2 separate regions of the Anser cygnoides genome follow, and region 1 is linked to region 2. Evidence: chromatin contacts called from public Hi-C data. All regions are on one chromosome and are shown on one strand. The core of a region is the stretch at or near the end of the contact, and the rest is flanking DNA. Distances in the headings are between cores, read along the strand shown. Region 1 has its middle 9.6 kb from the start of SLC16A10. Region 2 holds the start of MFSD4B (major facilitator superfamily domain containing 4B).

Region 1 (4,212 bases), core at 137-2,636, 86 kb after region 2:
TTGCCATGCAGAATAGCATTATTAATCATTAAGTCATCTCAGCTTTCTGTATCACTACCCAAACCTATCGAGTATTCTTGCTAAGAAAGTCACGACTAACATGGGAAGGTGATCTTAAAAACAACCTGTGTCCCTTATTTTTTTATTTTTATTTTTTTTCAGAAAGAGTGCTTTCTGACCTTTTATGACTCCGTTTGTTCCCAGACATTGTAATTCTACAGTTCCTTTTTATCTTAAGGCATTTTGCTATCTGCATTTCTGCAGCATAGCTGACGTTCTGCCACCAGTCACTAGAAAAGCAGAAGCTAAAGGACCGCAGGACCTTTCTTATACATACCGATGTATATCCACACGTAGAAGGAGGGTTTAGTTTTGCATAAGTTAGCTTAATGTATCATAGACGTGGAAAAAGTTGAATAAGAAGAAAAATGTATTCTGATTTAAGACTGTTCACGTGTGAACTGTTGTGCTTTGTGGACTAACTACATACAAACCATGGATCATGAATTGTTGTGGAATTATACAGAGCTTTAACTTCAGATCAGCTTTTACTTTACTGTTTTACACCAATCTAATGAATGGATGGAGTTAAACCAGTGCCAAATTGTAGTGTGTTAAAAAAAAAAAAAAAAAAAAAAAAAAAGCAAAGCTCACCTGAACACATGCAGTCTCCTATCTGCTTTTCTCCTTAGGAAAAATAAAGCTGTTCTTTATTCAGTGTTCGAATGCTCGATTCACTCCAATTTAAATAGCATTAGCGAAATTGTAACACCAGCTGCCATTGCCAGATCTTTATGGCTGGTGACACCTCAGCCAAAGTACACACTATTTTCATTTTCCAGTTTGAATTTGCAAGGCTATCAGATGGGAGAGGGCTATCAGTTGGAAAAAGCAGTTTTCTGGTTGTGCAATGAGTCCAACCGCAGCCAGCAATTAGAGAGACAAACAGAGAACTCCAGCCCTGCGTCTGATGTTAGCTTCCACAGCAACACCGTCACCTCGGGGTAACCTGCGAGGGGATTCGCGTGCTTTCTTTTCTGCTTATTTTGCTTTTCCTATGCTATTAAAGAACTACACCACTTTTTTTTTTTTTTTTTTTTCTCTTCCCCCTAGCCACAATACATTCTTCTTTTAAAGGACAAGATGTCAAGAGCTGATTTTGGGGAACAATATCTCTCTGAGATACTGACTGGAAGTGCTAATTGTCATAGGTGCATTGATCTCTGTTTTCTGGGTAGACACCAACTTGTTGCAATTGTGCCCAGCCTTAACCTCAGGCGTTTCAGAGCCTCACTGGTGCAGACAGACCCATTGTGTCTCTATTTAGGAATTTCCCAAGCAAATTGCCAGGTACAGATCCCCTGTTTAACCCCACGCCCACCACCGTGAGCCTCTTCTGCCCCTTGCCCCCAGCCAGCCTCTCTAATTACTCGGACAAATTCCTTCCCAGTCTGCCTTGCTGATCCTAATAACACTGTTTCCTAACAACAGTTTTCAGAAACAAGTTTGGTGTTAAAGCAAGGAGCACAGCCTTCGTACAGGAATTTCTTACCCGTAAACACGTAAGAGTTACAGGTTTTGTTTGTTTTTAAACAAACTTCTGAACATAGTCCCTGTGGTCTGCCTCAACTATTCACCACCAGCAGACCCCGGGCTTCCTTTGAAGCCTGAGGCCAGACAGCCGCTCCAGACTTCCCGTTTGACTGGCTTGTTTCTGGTGGCATGCCCTCTCTTTACTCAAGGAAACTTTCTTTTGTTGACAATGCGAGGTTTCACAGGGCTCTGGCCACATACAAACCCAGCAGCAGACGTCTGACTCCTGCTTTATCTCCAATAGCTCAGGAAAAAGGACCTTGAGTTAAAAACTGTTAATTGCATGCTCAGTCTGGGAGCTCATTCTCATTATAGTTTGATCATAGCAGCATGACTGGAAAGAAAAATGTGCTGTTTCAGTCACCCTGAAATATTAAGTGTTTAAAATTCAACCAGCCTTTTTGGGAGGACTCCGAGTTCCTCTTCCCACTAATTTCCTTCTTTCCTCCCTTCAGCCCTCAGTCTCATGTCAGGGCAACTCAACTTTGAGCCAAGCAAAGCTAAATAAAGCTTGCTTCATGCCCTCTTTATGCTTCTCTGGGTAAAAATGCCTCCAGAGAACGATTTAAGAAAGATTTTCCCCCATGCTTACTCGGGACTTTTGCACTCCAGGCGGCAGCATGGCTAGGGACGGAGGCCCAGGGGCAGCTCGAGGCCCCTGTCCCCTTCCTTGTCCCCAGACACTGGCCCCAAAACACCAGGCTGCAGCCAGCACTACGCAGCCACCTCACTGTGAAAATGAAGCAGGAATGAAGGCAAGGGAAAGGATAGCGTTGATATATTTGTCCATGAACCATAGCGTCTATGGACTGTCTTTACGTCACCCCTGAATCATTCTCCTTATTCAGCAAAGGATCTGACTCTAGTTTACATTATTTTGCCGCAGCAGTCCTCACTGCTAACCTGCTCCAGGAGTTTGTAATTTATTAATGTTATCCTTACCTGCATGCTCTGCTTTACTTTTTTCCTTATGAAATGAACAGCTCTTTTTCCCTAGGTCTGTAACAACGATAAGAAAGGCACACATACATTATTTTTTTCTTTAATTTCAGCTATTCGTGACGATGAATATCAGGACCCTTTGATGTGAGAGGAAGCATTCCAGGAACAAAGCAGATTTAAAAACAAAACAAAAACAAAAAAAAAAAACAGACTTTTAAGCTTTGATATCTGATCTGTTAGCAGGTGACAAGAAAGCCAAAGTCCCTTTTCAGAGGTGTTTTTTACACTCACTGCAATATTGGGGAGACTCGCTTGCTGCAAACTCCTGCTTCTGTAAGCTTCCAAGGCTGCCTCAAGATCTCTTTTCCTAATTAGAGATAACGAAAGCAGTAATTGCCATCTGCCGGCCAAGCCAGGAATGGTCTTTGCCCACAGTTTATTTCTTCATCTGCGTGGCTAAATTTGGAAATGGATTTGAGCAAAAGAGATGGTGCAACGTGGGAGCAGGACGACGCAATCGGCAGCCGAGCTTGCACTCGGGGCCAGAAGCGCGTGCACGCTGCTCAGGCTCGCTCTGGAAAGGGATGGGGGAAAAAAGCAGAGAAGGGAACGGCGTTCAGGGATCTGCGACACTCCTGTGGTTTGGTGAGGTGTTGATTTAAAAATAGATAGAAAAATATTGTTCTCTTCTGGAAATTAAACTTGATTTTTTTTACTTCCAAGGGAAGGAGATCAGTAGCCCTGGTTGGAAATTAACTTTCGTCGCTCTCAGAGCTTTCTGTGTGAGAAGACACAGGGTGGGTTTATGTGACGGCTTCTTCCCTGACAATTACCCATCAGGTGGTAGAAGGCAGGAGCTGGAGCCCCCTCTTGGTCTCCTCACCAGCCAGCCGAACAGCTCAGTGCTCTCCGCCTCTCCCTGTGCAGGATGTGCTCCAGCATCCCGACTATCTTGTTGGGGCCTTCCCCACTTGTAAATACCCATTCTGCTCCGGGGAGCCCCAAACCAAGCACAGTACTCCAGACAAAGACCCAAAAGTGTCAAACACATGGGAATATTCACTTCCCTCAGCCTGCTGGCCATGCTCTTGCTGATACAGACCCATAACGTGGTTCATCCCCATTGCTGCAAGAGAAACTGCAGATGCCCGCTCAGCTGGTTGCCCACCAGCACCTTTCTGCAAAGCTGCTGTTTGTCCTGCCTGTCCCCAGCCTGCACTGGTGCATGGGGTTTTGACATCCCAGGTGCAGGATTTGGCATTTACCTTTATCGAACTCCATAAGGTTTTTGCTTGGCCACTCAGAAGGAACTTGCTAAGGTGGAGGAATTACCTATCCTGCACCTCAGTAGGACTGCTTCCTCTAATTCAGCTCACCTGCGAGCTTCATGAACATGTGGACTATGCCACTGAACAGGGTGGGATGAAGTAAAGCAGTGACTTACAGTATTCCCCAGTCTCAGTGGAATTATAATAAATGGAGTTATCACTCACTATTTTCTGGCAGGAGCTCCATAGTTTAACTGCAGCGTGAAAAACTGCATCCTTTTATGTGCCACCTATTTCCTGTAAGCTTCATTTGATAGCCCCAAATTCACTGTCTTTTCCAATACAGGAACCACCACTTCCTTTTAACTGTCTCTACATCACTCATAAATTTAAATCTATTTGCTATATT
Region 2 (3,914 bases), core at 984-3,483:
ATCCGGAGATGAAATGTATTTTCCAAGCATTACTAACGAACAGCCACCCCATGATACATCAGGAAAACAAGCAAATACTAAACTACTTCAAGTTAATGCTGACTTCCACAGGTGTACTATTTCCATTTTGAGAGGTACAGTCTCAAATTTCGGACATAAACACCTCTGACCCCACTGTATATAAAAAGATCAGGAAGTCAAAGGGAAGCCACTTTACAAGAGTTCTGGAGCAGAGGAGTAAAGAACAGGGAGGAGAACAAATAAAGCTGAACAGCATCTTAGAGCAAGAGCAAATAAGACGAACCGATGCAGGGAGGGGAAAACAGTAAAAGACACAGATGTTACATGACACGACTGCTCACGACAGCCAGAGGTAGGCACAGAGGGATAAGAAGAGACTTGGTTCAAACACTAGCAGTGGAAAATGGACCTTCTCATATTCTCCAACCCAACCTGGTGATTAAAGAGCTGCCCTTGAGGGACGCAGAGTTCTGTTTGAATCTCCCCAGGTGAAGGTTTTTGTGTTGTTTTTTTTTTTTCCTTTGCCCAGAGAAGCTGTGGATGCCCCATCCCTGGAGGTGTTCCGGGCCAGGTTGGATACACCTTGGCCAACCTGATCTAGTGGAGGTGTCCCTGCCCATGGGTTGGAACTGAACGGCCTTTAAGGTCCCTTCCAACCCAAGCTATTCTGTGACAACGTCTGGAAGGGAGAAGGAGAAAGTAGAGCCCCAGCAGCTGCTCTGAGAGCCCCTGCCCAAGCAAGGGGGTAACGGGACTCAGAAGGGAGCGTCGCCCTTCTGGATTCTGAGCGTGACCCCGGCAACCCAACGGCCGAGCAGCCCAGCTCCAACAGGACAAGGCCCTAACACTGGAGGAAATTGTAATGTGCCCAGGAAGCTGTTGAGGGCATCAACTGCTGTTCCTATAGACCTTAAACGTTTCCATAGTTAGGCACAAACCAAGCAGCAAGCTTTCAAAATCACAGATGGTATATACAGTTTTCCACTTTAAATAAGTTCTAATTTGATTGAGGTTCCTCCAGTCAAAATCTCAACGTCTTTGTCTAGGCCATGAACGCTTCAGCTGAGCTTTACATGGCTTTCCCTACAGTACTGTACCTCGGCACCTCCACAGCCGGTTTCAGCTGTGTGCAAGTAAAAACCCAGACAGTTCAACCTATTTCACACATGCACCTCATAAAGCGATGTTACACAGGGTTCTGTGTCGCGTGAGGCTTCCACATCAAGGATGCCATTTGTTACAAAGGAGAAAAGTTTGTACTTTGGTTGTGCAAAGCAAAGGCCCCTTTTGGTCAACCCAAAGTTTTGCCGATTCTAAAACATTTCTGGCTACCAGCACGCCCTGCAAGCCCAAGTACTCGGACATGATGCTGTACAGCAGCAACAACTGGACGCGTCCGGCACCAGAAACCAGACCCAGGGGAACGCTGCGACAGGGAGCGACAGCACGGGCGCGGGGCTTTGCGAGGAGCAGCGCTACGTGGCAGGCCTGCTGGGTGCCCATGTCTCAGCCCTGCCAGGCGAGCGGGGCCACCCCTCGCCACACAGCCCCCTTCCTCCCACCCAGCGACGCTCGGCACAAGGGCACCTGTAACACGAAGCGGGGCCCTTCCGCGCCAAGCCTGGGGCCCGGGGTGCCGCGCGTGGGGGTCCCCCCGCGCCCCGGCGGCTCACCCAGCAGCAGGTGCGCGTTGACGCAGTCGAACAGGACCCCGCCGAGCACCGACCCGCCGAGGTAGCCGAGGGAGCGGCCCACGAAGACGAAGTAGATGTCGGTCACGTTCCTGCGCACGTTCTCGGCCAGGTTCTGGAAGGTGGGCCCCAGCACGGCGATGCTCATCCCCTGCAACGCACCGGGCGGCGTCACGCGGCGCCCGGCCCCGCTCCCCCTTCCCCCCCGGCCCGGCCCGGCCCGTCGCGGCGCGGTGCCCGCTCACCAGCCCCAGGAAGGCGGCGCACAGCGCCCCGGAGATGCACCACCGCAGCGCCGCTCCCTCCCCGCCGCAGCGGCCGGCGGCCGCCGGCACCTCGGCGCGCTCCGGCCCGGGGGAGCGAGGAGCCGGGCCCGGGCCCGTCCCGCTGCCGGCCCCCGTCCCGGCGGCGAAGCGGACGTGCTTCTTGCGCTCCGCGCCGCCCATGGCGCCCGCGGCCCCGCCGCCACCAACGGCCCCGCCGGACCGCGGGCAGCACCGGGCAGCACCGGGCAGCACCGCCCCGCCCCGCCCCGCCCCGCCCCGCGCGGACTACAGGGCCCGGCGTGCCCCGCGCGGGGCTGCCCGGGGAGCCCCCGCCTGTTGCCATGGGGAAAATGGCGGCCGGGGCTTGGGGGGGAGGGGGGGGGGGGGTATGAAGGGAGGCTGAGGTCCCTTGGTTTGTTCAGCCCAGAGCAGAGCAGGCTGAGGGGAGGCCTCATGGCGGCCTGCAGCTCCCTCACGAGGGGAGCGGAGGGGCAGGCGCTGAGCTCTGCTCTCTGGGGACAGCGACAGGACCCGAGGGAACGGCATGGGGCTGGGACAGGGGAGGGTCAGGCTGGGGGTTAGGGAAAGGTTCTGCACCCAGAGGGTGGTCGGGCACTGGGACAGGCTCCCCAGGGCAGTTTGGACAACGCTCTGACACCTGGTGTGACTTTTGGGTGGTCCTGTGAGGAGCCAGGAGTTGGACTCGGTGATGCCATAAGGATTTATCCAGCTGATTGCTCTGACAGTTGCTTCGTGGGTCAAACACCTAACCTGAAGTAGCTGGGGGTGGCAGAGGCATTCTTTCCATTGTGTCCTGCGTCTGATTCTACGATGTAAAGCTTTTATATTTTCCTTCCCAGCAAACAGCTTACTCAGGCATCTCTCATCTCCAGTTTTTCCTTCTTCTGAAGTTTCCCAGTGGGCAACTTGTTTCTGTCTGCCAGTTTTTCAAACATTAAGTTGAGGTGATTTCACAGCTAACTCTAAACACATGTATGGCAGCATCCTATAGTGGCTACAAGTTATATCTCTGCTATATCTATATCTAGTGCCTGAGAAAAATACAGCCTTTTCCAAGAATACTGTGTAGAATACTGTGTACTGTGTACTTTTAGTTTATCTGCAACCTCTGCAACCAACCATCTGCAGCCTCTGGAATTTTTTTTTAACTGCTATTACTGAGCTTACACAATCCAAAATAGTTACAGTCTTATGCAGTATTACTTTAATTATATCCAGGAGACAATTAAGAGTGCCCTTATGAAACCATGAGTACCTTTTTCTCATCTTGGAGCCTTTACGATCTTCCAGGAAAACCTGTACTTTTTGTTGCCAGTTGTTCAGAATTAGTTGGACTTTATCTGTGTGTCAGGGTCACTAGCAACCAAAGGTTCCCTCAGTGTTTATCGGGAGATTTAAAAGCCCTTTCTCGGGGAGTTCAATGTGTGTGCCTGGTTTTAAATTTCACGCACACGTCCCTTTCAGTTACAAATATCCAAACGAGGTGTGGTAGTCAAAGAGCACCTTAACTTGCACCATTCTACTTTTCTTTCATGTAAAACTTAAAATTTTCCCGTGATCAAATCCAAGGTCTGGAAAACACTTCAATGAAACTATATTAAATTTCCAAATAGTTTAAAAAAGAAAAAAAAAAAAGTAATTCTTTAGGAACCTCTGTTATAAGAAATATAAAATCGTTTGGTCTCCCTCTTCTGGGCAAACAAAAGTAACATTTAAGAGCAGACCTTTCAAAGGCCTAAAGCACTTTCTTGCTGATAAAAGGTCACCGGGGCAAAAAGGGACCAAACCCAGGCCTTGTTTTCACTGCTGTGTGTCGAGCAAGGAAAGCTGCGACTCCTGCACTTACCCAGCAGTCTGTTTGTGTGCTTCTCAATGCAAAAGCAATTGAGAGAAACTAAGCCAAGCTTTAATCATC

Evidence for each region. Hi-C and Micro-C count contacts between places; a contact is called where the count stands out from the background.
Region 1: a Hi-C map of blood shows a contact between it and region 2, with 2.1 times the contacts expected there. The contact joins the enhancer-like site here to the promoter of MFSD4B in region 2. A contact is called at or near these places in 6 of 7 Hi-C or Micro-C datasets (blood, fetal liver, granulosa cells and 1 more).

Annotation. Positions count from the first base shown.
Region 1 is chr3:72,714,160-72,718,371 of Taihu_goose_T2T_genome, forward strand. No RefSeq gene overlaps it. Among named protein-coding and RNA genes, the nearest start is that of SLC16A10, 9.6 kb to the left of the region's middle. Within about 2 kb of position 1,387, at least 2 of the 3 cell types and tissues checked have open chromatin away from gene starts, as enhancers often do. A contact at or near this core is called in fetal liver and liver, where this site is marked.
Region 2 is chr3:72,627,415-72,631,328 of Taihu_goose_T2T_genome, forward strand. MFSD4B (major facilitator superfamily domain containing 4B) reads right to left here and starts at 2,234. Exons shown (of 4, transcript XM_048081046.2): 1 at 1,958-2,234; 2 at 1,695-1,863. The coding sequence starts at 2,158.